2 separate regions of the Mus musculus genome follow, and region 1 is linked to region 2. A link is a contact called in public Hi-C data. All regions are on one chromosome and are shown on one strand. The core of a region is the stretch at or near the end of the contact, and the rest is flanking DNA. Distances in the headings are between cores, read along the strand shown. Region 1 overlaps Gm14812 (predicted gene 14812). Region 2 has its middle 19 kb from the start of Gm46674.

Region 1 (5,155 bases), core at 813-3,312, 200 kb after region 2:
AGGACAGGGCCTCTTTCTCAGTGGAGGGAGGGCCCAGTGATAAGGAGTCAGGGAGCAAAGCAGAAGGCAAGCAATGGAGGCAGGGGGTGCCGGGAGAATGTGCTGTGTCAGCCTGCAGGCTCACAGGCTCAGCACTGGCTAAGCCCTAAGCTAACAGCTCGATCCTCCCTTCCTTCCTTCCTTCCTTCCTTCCTTCCTTCCTTCCTTCCTTCTTTCCTTCCTCCTTTCCTCCCTTCCTCCCTTCCTTCCCTCCTTCCCTCCCTCCCTCCCTCCCTTCCCTCCTTAGCTCCTTCCTTTTTTCCTTCCTTCCTTCCTTCCTTCCTTCCTTCCTTCCTTCTTTCCTTCCTCCCTTCCTCCCTTCCTCCCTTCCTTCCCTCCTTCCCTCCCTCCCTCCCTCCCTCCCTCCCTCCCTTCCCTCCTTAGCTCCTTCCTTTTTTCCTTCCTTCCTTCCTTCCTTCCTTCCTTCCTTCCTTCCTTCCTTCCTTCCTTCCTTTGTTCTCTTCTTCCTTCCCAGACTAGGTCTCCACCAACTTTCCTTCATCAGTCTTTTTGCTTTGGCTCTCTTTATGCCTGGCTCAGTCACCTTTGGGTCTTTGAAACCCATCTGTCTCTCCCTGCCCTCTCTCTGTGTAATCGTTGTCCTTTCTTCTTGTCTACACACCCCTTTCTGTCTGCCTCTCTGCCAGCATGTCCTCTAGATCCCTATCTATGTGTCCTTTATTGTCTCTACCTCCCTTGGTGTCTCTGCTTGCCTATCTTCCCCCTCTGTCCTTTTCTCCCTTGCTCTCTGCCCTGCCCTCTGTGTGGCTTTAAAGCTGCTAGCTGCTGAGGCACTGAGTGTTCCTGAGGAGCACGGGAGGAGAGAAGGGAAAGGAAGTGAGGGGAGAAGATGGGTAGGAAGGGGAAGGGGCTATGCTGCTGCCACAGTCCCTAGGCCTGAACCTGCCACTGGCCCACAGCTCTCTTTCTAGACAGACTTTAGCCTTTCCTAACAAGACACCCATGAGAAAACCTGAGGGCCAGGGATGGTGATACCCAAGGCTTCACAGAGATACCACCCTGAGCACCTCCCCCTCCCCAGCAGGGACCTCCATGGAGGCATGACCAAGATAGTGTCTGATAGGTCACACAGAGGTTCAGCTGGAAGAACCTCCGAAGCCCTATAATCCAAGTGTTTTTCATTGCATAGGTGGAGACACCGTGGCCCAGAGAGGCATGAAGCCAGGACACACCAAGATGTGAGCTCCAGGGAACAGAGACATTTAAAAAGTGGGAAATCCCCAGAGACTGGTTTTGTTTCTATATATAAAATGAGCCTCCCATGCAAACAAGTCTGCCCGACTCTCAGGCCCGTTCCTATCCTAAGCATCTTGTCACCATCAGGAAGCCATTCGCACCTCTGCCTCTCTGGACTTGGAGGAAAGCCTGGGCCAGGTCCTTGTACCTAGGCTCTTTTCTTCTCTGGAGAGCCCTGCCCACAGGATCAGACTGTCTTCTATAGCATGTAGGAATGGGGGTGGGGTGGGGGTGGGAGTGGTGCCTTCCAAACTAGTAGTGCAATTGAAAGAGGCAGAGACAGAGGAAGGGAGCAGAGAAGAACCTTGATGGACAGAGTAGCAGAGCCAGTGCAAGAGGAAGAGCAAGGAGGATGCGTGAATAGATGGGCTGAGCTGGGAAGGATCAGAAATGGAATGACAAGGTCCACCCTGACATCTCCTGGTCTCCTAAGGGAAACCTAGAAGAACAAAAGGGACTTTCAACTTGGGTGTCACTTCACTTATCAATTACTGACCAAAAGCCCTTGAAGAAGCCTCAGTGGCCTTTGCCATTTTGCTCTGGGTCCAACGTGGGGAGACAGTAGCATGTGGGCTCCCTTGAATTCTCAAGAAAAGACCAGGCAGGCTTGGAGAAGTGGGGAGCCAGACTTGCTGTAGGGCTTTTAGAGGGAGAGAGAACAAACGATTAAAGGGGAGGAAGGATTGGCTGAGCGAGAAAGATTAAAGAAGCCAACAGACAGGGCTTGGCTCAGGGATGAGTCAGGCCAACAGCCTCCAGAGATAGCAATCTACAAATATCTTTGAGGTGTAAACAGCCAAGTAGGCTTCAAGGACGAGGAAGAGGAGGAGCAGGAAGCCCAGGGTCAGGGGGAAAAAAGGATGGATGGGGTGGGAAATGGAGAGCTTAGCCAGTCAGTGCAGAGACTCCTACCTTGGGAACTGGGCTGGAAGAGGCAGGCTAGCTACACCAGGAAGCAGGGCCCTGGATCGCTGCCTTGTCCCCTTGTCCGGCTGCAGAGGGCCTCAGTGTCAGCTCCATCTTGCTGAGGCACTGGCCTCCTACCCAGACCCCTCCCAAGGAGCAGGCAAGCCACTGGCCATTTGCTGCCCTCCACCCAGTGGGGCCATGGGCCAACTTGGGTCTCTTCCATCTCTAATGGGATTGAGTCTGTAAACTTGTGCTGCTATTCCCAGGCCTGGGCCTGATTGTCCGGCCACACATATTGCCTCAAGGTTGTTTGGCAGCTAGGGGGTGGGAGCAGGAGCCCACCCTCCTAAGCAGGTCTCCTCCTGTCTCTCTGGGAGCCTCAGGTGCTTAGATCAGAGGCAAGGCCACACAGGAATCCCACCCACAGAGGGCCAGAGGCCAAGGGCCAGTACTGTGGCCTCATGCTCACTCACTTCTACTCTCTGCCCAGGGTCTTGGCACAAAAGACCAGACACTGAGCCTGTTAAGACAGTTGTGGAAACGAAAGCTCAAAAATAGAAACAATGTACCTGTGTTTTGAGATGAAATGTTGGCCTGGAAAAAGAAAGTGGATGAGGGCCCTCTCCCCTAAGGAAGCTAGAAACAGATCCCCTTAAGCACCGTCCTTCATTTATATAAACAAACCACACACACACACACACACACACACACACACACACACGCAGACATGCATGCACATCTACACATGTTGGCAGATCTCCTATGCTTCCCTGGGGCTAAACTAGGAATGTGTGGGCAGGGGCTCCCAGGAGCGCAGAGGGGCCATCATCTTTTCTTTCCTTTTTCTCTTTCTTTTTCTCTTTTTTTCTTTTTCTTTTCTTTTTTCTTTTCTTTTCTTTTGGATGGGGGTGGGGGTATCTGAGACAAAGCTTCATTATTTATTCCAGGCTAGCCTAAAATTTGCAATCCTCCTGCCTCAAAGCCTTGAGTGTTCTGATAATAGCTGTGACACCAGGCTAGTTAGCTCTTTCTTGCACTGGTCATTTCCATGTGACAGCTAAGAGGTACCTCAGAATGGTTCCGCAAAGGAAGAGTTCATCGGGTCTATTCACACATGAGGTGCCTGAGGTTGGCGCTACTGAGAAATAAGTCTCTGCCACCCAGGTGGATACAAAGTTGAGAGAAGGACCCCGATACCAGTATGTCCACATCCAAGGGCCAACTACCTCTGCAAGGTATCTCCATACAGTGTGCCCTCTCTACTCACTACAGCACAGCACCTCTGCAAGCTATCCGTCTGTTGAATGGGAAAGGAAGAAAGAAAAGAAGGTGAGAGGAGAGAGAGGGGAGGCAAGGGGAGGGAAGGGAAACCTATCCAAGCCCCTGGACAAAAAGGAGGCAGTCCATGTACATCCTATCCAGAATGCTATTCTTTATTTTCTGCCCTCTAGAAACTTGTTAGGAGCTTCCAAATTGAGTGTTCCCATTTGTAGCCCGTGATTCCCACAATGGAGACACCATGGTGTCATCCGGATGGATGGCGGTGGCTGTGAGTTCCTAGGGAAGAAAGAGAAAGAAGGGGAAACGTGCACCATTAAAAGGATGCCTCCTCTATGCAGACCGTCTGGGGTAAGTTCTGTGTGTGCAGCATGCACAGTGGCTTCTGTGTACACAGCATATCTCTATGTTCAAAGGGCTTCCTGAAATACCCCTTGAATGCAGGAGGAAAGATTACAATCCAACTTCCCCATCAAGAGAAAAGAGGGCCAAAGGGCAGAAGGGGCTGGATCAAAGTCCAACAACTAGACTATAGAATAGTACTTTGAACCATTTTGTTTTTGCATTACAACCCACAATAAAAACAATGTGTGTATGTGTGTGTGTGTGTGCATAGTCCCATTTTTATCAAAACTCAGTGTACACATATGTGTACATAAAATGGAAAGAAAAAAGTGTCTCGAAATCAAGAGTGTTGGCACACACATGCCAGGAGGGAACTGAGGTAGAGGATAGAAGTAAAAACCAGCTTGGGTTACATAGCAAGACCCTGACTGAAAAGGAAGCTTCATCAAACTGCTTATCATTACTGCGAGAGGTCAGACAGTAATGAAATCAAGAGACAGGCCAGGTATGGTTGCTCATACCCATAATCATATGACTCCAGGCAAAGGCAAGAAGATTGATGTAAATTCGTGGACAGCTTGAGCTTCAGAGAGAGGAGAGACTGTATCAAAGAAAATATACAGATAGGGAGAGCCACTGTCAGGTTGCTAGAGCATCACATGATTCCAAGAAAGGCCAGAGGAGAAGCTGGCTGGTAGCTCAGGGATGGGAAAGAAAGCATGGTCCAAAGCTTCCCCCAAGACCTTTGTCCCTGATAGAGCTGTCTCTAAGGAAAGAGGGTACCAAGGTGCAAAAAGAGGCTAGTAAGTCAGGACCTGGGTGATGCTGGAGTCAATGTCGGTTTCAGAAAGGCACATACTAGCAGTTGGGAGGCTGAGGCAGGAAGATAGAGAGTTAGAGGCCAGCCTAGGTTACAGAGTGAGTTCTATATAGGAAAAACCTTGACTTAAAATAAAATGTGAGGGCTGACAAGATGGCTTGTAGATTTATTTATTTTATGTATAGGAGTGCACTGTAGCTGACTTCAGACACACCAGAAGAGGGCATCGGATCCTATTACAGATGGTTGCTGAGAAGTGAACTCAGGACCACTGGAAGAGCAGTCAATGCTATTAACCACTGAGCCATCTCTCCAGCCCCAAGTAATGGATTCTTGTTTGGGCCAGCTTGGCCCCATTTACATTTGTAACTACACTGACATTTTATTGTGTGGCTATGTCTGGAGTTTAGCACAGCTTGTGACAAGGACTATCACTGTGTTCTTGTGAGCTGGCATTGCTTAGATGTGGTGAGTTGCTGAAGAGCTCAAAGTAAAGAGACTTGACTG
Region 2 (5,481 bases), core at 485-2,984:
GGTGGGGGAGGGGTTGCTGATAGGAATGTGACTGACGTGGTTAGGGCCTACCCTTCAGAGAGGCTCCAGGCCTAGCAGCCCTTTCTGGGCCTTGTCTCCTCCCCCACTTGGGCTTGAGCGGAGGGATGAGGTGAGGTACTTCCAAGCCAGCTGGATTGGGTAATTAAAATCTCTCTTCTACCCCTGCTGGATGACCTCCGAGGTTCGTTCCAGCCTTATGATTCTATGATTCCAGCTGGGGGTATCCAATTAACCCTTGTCATGCTTGGCTGGGCTTCGTGGGCTGTGGAGTGGGAAGGAGTTGGGACTGGGAGGTCTCAGGGAAGGCCCATAGCAAGATACTCTATTCCCTCCCTCCCTTCTCTGCCTTCCCACCATGTCAGGGTGGTGGCCCCGGAATTTCAGTTCCAGGATTAAAAGACACTTGTAGGCCAATGAGCGTTTGGGGCACTGCCTCTTTTAGTCCATGTAATAGTGAGTGACAGGCCATCATTGGATGTGATAGTGTAGAATCTATCGGTGCCATGTTGTCCAGGCCCAGGAAGGCCTGGAGAGTCTTTGTCTCTGTCTTTCTCTTTCTGTCTCTCTCTTCTTCCTTTTCTATTTTTATCTCTCTCTGTATGTCTTTCTCTGTGTCTCTGTCTCTCTCTATGGCTGTGTGTCTCTTGATGTCTCTTCTCTGTCCCCCCCTCCCCGTGTGTGAGTGTGTGTGTGTGTGTGTGTGTGTGTATACAGGATGCTGCCTCAGAAACAAAATGGAGGTGGCATTGGATCACCAAAAGAGAAAGGCCACCGTAAGTCTGGACATGTTGAACCATGTGTTCTCAGGGACCCGATGCCAGGGCAAGGCAGCCTCCTCCTGGTGGCTCTGGGAGGGCGTGACATTTGGATGAGGTTTGGACTCCAGTCAGAATGGTGATGGAGCTACACATGTGGCCATTGTCAGAGCCCACGTGGGCCTTAGAGACTGCCATAAACAGTCACCTTATGGACCACTTAAAACCTCCAAAGTGTTTGCTTTGGCTTGCACAGTGCCTACATGATGAAGAAATTAGCTCTCATCATTTAAAATTCAGGAGATTTTTACATAAACATTCAGATTTATAACTTCTAAAAAAACCCTGAAGATCTAGTAATCCCGTGCTCTCTTTTCACAGGCAACAGACAGCTGGAGCTGAGTGGCAGCTGTCCCCTGGGTAGGGGGTGCAGGGGGGGCGAGTGGGGGGCCGGACACATACTCTCGGCTTCTTGTGGTCCCACGTTCCTGAATTTACTCTTCCTGGGACAACTTGAGAAATGCAGGCCAGGAAGAAAGGAGGGCCCTTACCCAGGTCAGCCACCCACCTGGGTGAGGGCATTGTGAGGGCTGGAGCTAGGCGTTCTGTCCCCAAGCTCTGCCTCAGGCGCAAGCCCTTCTGCCATCACTGTCTCTCTCCGCTCTGCGGGCTTTGTCTGGCACCTCCGGTCATGGCCCTTGCGGAGCTGCGCGTTGGGCTCTGCGGGCACCCGCATTCTCAACAAGAAAGGGCCTCAAGGGTCCGGTGGTTGCAGCAGCGCGCCCAATGTTTCTTTCTATCGAGGGCCAGCGCTCCCTGCCGCCGCCCCGCAGCCAGCCGGGCCTCCGGGGTTGTGTGTCCATCGGTGTCGCCGCGGCGGGCCTCGGCCTTGGGCTGCGCAGCAGCGAGACGCTGGCGGGCGGCAGGGTAAACACGGCCCACAGCGGGGCGCGCGGAATTCTGCTGACGGCGCTCTCCTCGGGCCTGGGCGGGGCGGCGCAAGCCCGCGGCGGCGGCCCTAAGGCCAGGGTAGTGTCCCGTCCGTGCCCGAGACCCCCAGCCGACTGTGGCGCCTCCCCAGCCGCGAAAGACTCAGGGCGGGGCTGCTGGCGGCTGAGCTCTCTGCAGCGACCCCCTACCTCCGCCCGGGGGCCCTCGGACTCCCCGTGCATAGCTTCAGGTCCCTGTCTCCTTCTATGCCTAAAAGTTCAGGGCAGAGGCTGGGAGGGAGGGACACAGTCCATGGGAGGGAGGGACACAGCCCAGGAGTCCTGGAAACCAAGTGCTACATGGTCAGAACCCCTCTGCTCCCAGATAACACACCATCCCTAGCAAGTCTCCATTCTCCTGTCATCTAGTCTGAGCCTTTGTCCAGTTGTGGGGCAGAAGATTTCTCAGTGTAATTAAGGTTAGGATTCCTAGGGTGTGGTGGGTCAGAGAGGTACAGGGTTGTGTGGCATGATGTCCCTAGACACAGGGAGAAGGCATCCACTTGGGAGTGGATGATGTGGGCAGCAAGCTCAGAAAGGACATGATGGCTCCATTGGTAAAATGACTGGATTGGAGAAAAGCTGAAATGTCAGGAGAAGCTGTGGGTTCAAAAGTAGAAGAAGGCTTCCTTCCTACGGAAGAATCTGGGGGCAGAACTGTGGGACCGGCTTCTGAGTTAGGAGGACAGAGGGCTATTCATTCAAATGGAGATTCAAGGGAATCTTCCGAGCAGATGGCCCCTGGAAACAGATGTCCAGGGAACACCTCTCACCTGCTCCTAACGCATCCCAGCGAAACCAGGAAGTTAGGTTCACAAGCGACCCTTACTCCATTGCGCCTGGACTATAGGCTCATTGGCTCACTCAGCTTCACAAATGTGTGTTATAGTGCATTAGCCCCATACTATAGGACAGCAAGGGCATGCTAAAGATGTTTTAATGTCAAACACGGAGTGGCCAGTTTGAAGCCGAGGTCTGTTCGTTTTCATCGTAGTCTCGGAGAGAGTAGGTGTTATTTGGACATAGTGCTTGAGTTTCACTGGCCTGCAGCTGGTAATGGTGGCTTAAGGAAAGAGAGAGATCTTGGTCCCCCCAAGTCTATCAGGGCTTCACTATGGACTGCCACCTGTTGAGTGTTTTTGTGCCCCCCCCCCCAGCTGAGGGCAAGACCAGATGCTGGAGGGGGATGGTGAGGGTGGGAGGCGGAAGCTGAGGGAGGGGGCTGAAAGGGGGTGTCTCCAGGGTTTCACTGGGTTCCTGGGCTCCAGATGGTAGGTCTGGGGAGGGCTGGCCCAACATCTGAGAACTAGCTGGGGGCTGGGCCCCAGGAGCCCCACACTGCTGGGCAGCGCCTCTGCTTTGCCTCCGGTGTGCTGGGGTGTGAGGGAGCTGCTGCAGTGCAAACAAACAGAGCCTGCGAGGACAGGAAGCAATTAAGGACCACCCGGCCCAGGCTGCCGAGGAGGCAGGCAGAGGCCAGGCCAGCCAGTCACAGCGGCCAGCTAGGTGTGGCCTGGGGCAAGTCCAGGGAAGGCCATGGGAGGCTGACAAAAAAGCTGTAAGCTGTGGAGATTCTGGGAGAAAGCTCTTGCACTTAGAAGAGAAAGAGCAACTGTGTTGGGTCAGGGGTGAGGTGCAGGAAGCGGCAGCTTGTCAGAAGGCCTTAGTCCTGGACCTAACTGCTGGGTTTGTTCATAAGCTTTGCTTAAAGGTGTCCCTTCTGTTCTGTGGGTCTCAATTTGTTCATCCTCATAATAAGGTGCTTAGAAGAAACATCCTTCGAGAGCCCTTCCGGGCTTCACCATCCAAGACCTTGCGGCTATACTGGCTGTTGGTTGGATGTGGTACAGTTAAGAAGCAGCTTTGGAAAGTCTAAGACGTGAGTTCTTCCCTTAAGGACTAGTAGCCCACTCTAACAATACTGTGGCTTGATTATTGACATAGGTTGGGAAAAAAAATCGTGGGATTTTTTTGTGCTCTGTGAAGTCAACACATGGCTCTCCTCATGCCGAGGATGAGAAAAGTTACTAGAGTGGTAAGTGTCGGTGCTCCACTCGACCTGCTTAGCAAGCAGAGAAAGAGTGCCACAGGGATCAGACCCACTCTCGAGGCTGTGCTTGGAACCAACTCGACTTCGCTTCTACTGCAGATGAGGTTCCTCCAGGACTGTTGAGATTGTCCCCGATTGCCTAGGAAGATGGACTATTCCCACACAGGGTGTGCTTGGGGTATAGCCCTACTCCCCTCTTTCCCACTGTTTATCCGACTCCAGCAGAAAGGCAGCCACTCTTCAGTAGTTTCTGGAGGTGCTCCATCTTGTTAGCTGCCTGGATGCAGGCAGGCAGCAGCCCTTGACCCTTGTCATCTCTTCAGTCCCCAAAGGGTTAACTGGATGCCTGTTGTACTCCAGATACAGTGCTGTGCTTTCCCTGGCTTCCTCCCAGTCCTCCATACTTCTTTCATTCTGCGAGCAGGGAAAGCCCCCTCTTATTCTGATCCCTTGTCTTTCAAGGCCCCAACTCAGGGCTGCAGGGACCTTGGGAGCCTGTGCTTAACCTGTCCCAATCAAAGGACTCTATCCAGGAATAGCCTGGCTCCAGTCAGCCCTTCTTTTGGCTTCTGGAACCACCAAGGCCTGGATCAAGCCTCTCCGAGCACCCTCCTCCTTCCAGTTCTGGCATGCACTAAACTGACTTGCCTGGAGCTAGGCCCAGACCTGAGCAAACTCTTTGGCTTCCTGGTCTCACATATTCTTCTTGTACCACTGAGCCCACAGCTCCTAGGTACTTTGCAAACCCTTGTTTACTGCACACCCCCATGCAGCTAGGTGGAGCCTATCATTATGGCCTTAATGTCCATTCTCCAGATAAGGAAACAAAGAGGTAGCCGCATGGCCTGTGGTGACCGGTTGCCCCAGTCCATACACCTGGTGTGTGCAGAGACTGGAGCAAAGCCTATGTGCCTGGCCATGTTTGTTACTCCTGCTGACAGAGGAAGGTAGTGACGGTGTGCCAGTCTTAAGAAATATAGCCTTGGCAGTGGTACAGAAGAAGTCATTGGGGGTACTTAGCTTAGGAGGACTGTAGTCTATTTGTCCAGGACAGTAACCCACCTGGCAGGAAGTTGGTAGAAGGAAGGACCTCAGAGGGACAGAGAAATAGGATCTCCAGTAGGAAGCCTGGGATAGCCTGACTTAAGAACTGTGCAAAGACAGGATGACATGGGACATCTCGAGATGTCAGCCAGGCTGCAAGTTTCCCCTGGTGCTGCCTTACGGGATGGGGGGAGGGGCATGAGCCTTGGAAAGGGGTCCTCTGCTACCCTGCCTGCCCAGGGAGTAGATACCTTCCCAACTAGCACCCCACATCTCCTGAGGCTACCTTGGATTGGAGGACTGCCTGGGAGAAGGAAGGGTTCTGCTGACCCCCCCACCCCCACCTCATCAGGGACATGGAAAATGTGGGGGCCCCTACATGAGGTGGGGGTCAAAGGCCTGACAGCACGGGGTTTCCAATGGCTCTGCTGGAAATGGAGAGGGCCCAAGAAGAAATAGAGTCTTGCTATAGACACTTAGGGATTATGTGATGTTCCCTACAAGGGACATAGTTTAAAGCAAGAGAAATAATCTGAAAAGGACCAAAGGCCTCACATTGGTGGGGGAGTGAATCTCAGTTGAGACCCCGAGGACCCTTTGCCCCTGTGCCCTGTGAACAAGG

What was found. A called contact is a pair of places that touch in the nucleus more often than the background predicts.
Region 1: a Hi-C map of uterus shows a contact between it and region 2, with 5 times the contacts expected there. The contact joins two enhancer-like sites. A contact is called at or near these places in 4 of 484 Hi-C or Micro-C datasets (the N1E-115 cell line, nephron progenitors and uterus), 1 of 115 datasets of contacts at active chromatin or transcription factors (extraembryonic endoderm stem cells) and 1 of 9 other capture datasets (embryonic stem cells).

What each region holds. Positions count from the first base shown.
Region 1 is chrX:99,416,594-99,421,748 of GRCm38.p6, forward strand. The region is part of intron 6 of Gm14812 (predicted gene 14812); the gene reads right to left. Among named protein-coding and RNA genes, the nearest start is that of Gm14812, 25 kb to the right of the region's middle. Within about 2 kb of position 2,063, at least 13 of the 459 cell types and tissues checked have an H3K27ac peak or open chromatin away from gene starts, as enhancers often do. A contact at or near this core is called in uterus, where this site is marked.
Region 2 is chrX:99,215,262-99,220,742 of GRCm38.p6, forward strand. No RefSeq gene overlaps it. Among named protein-coding and RNA genes, the nearest start is that of Gm46674, 19 kb to the left of the region's middle. Within about 2 kb of position 1,735, at least 145 of the 459 cell types and tissues checked have an H3K27ac peak or open chromatin away from gene starts, as enhancers often do. A contact at or near this core is called in uterus, where this site is marked.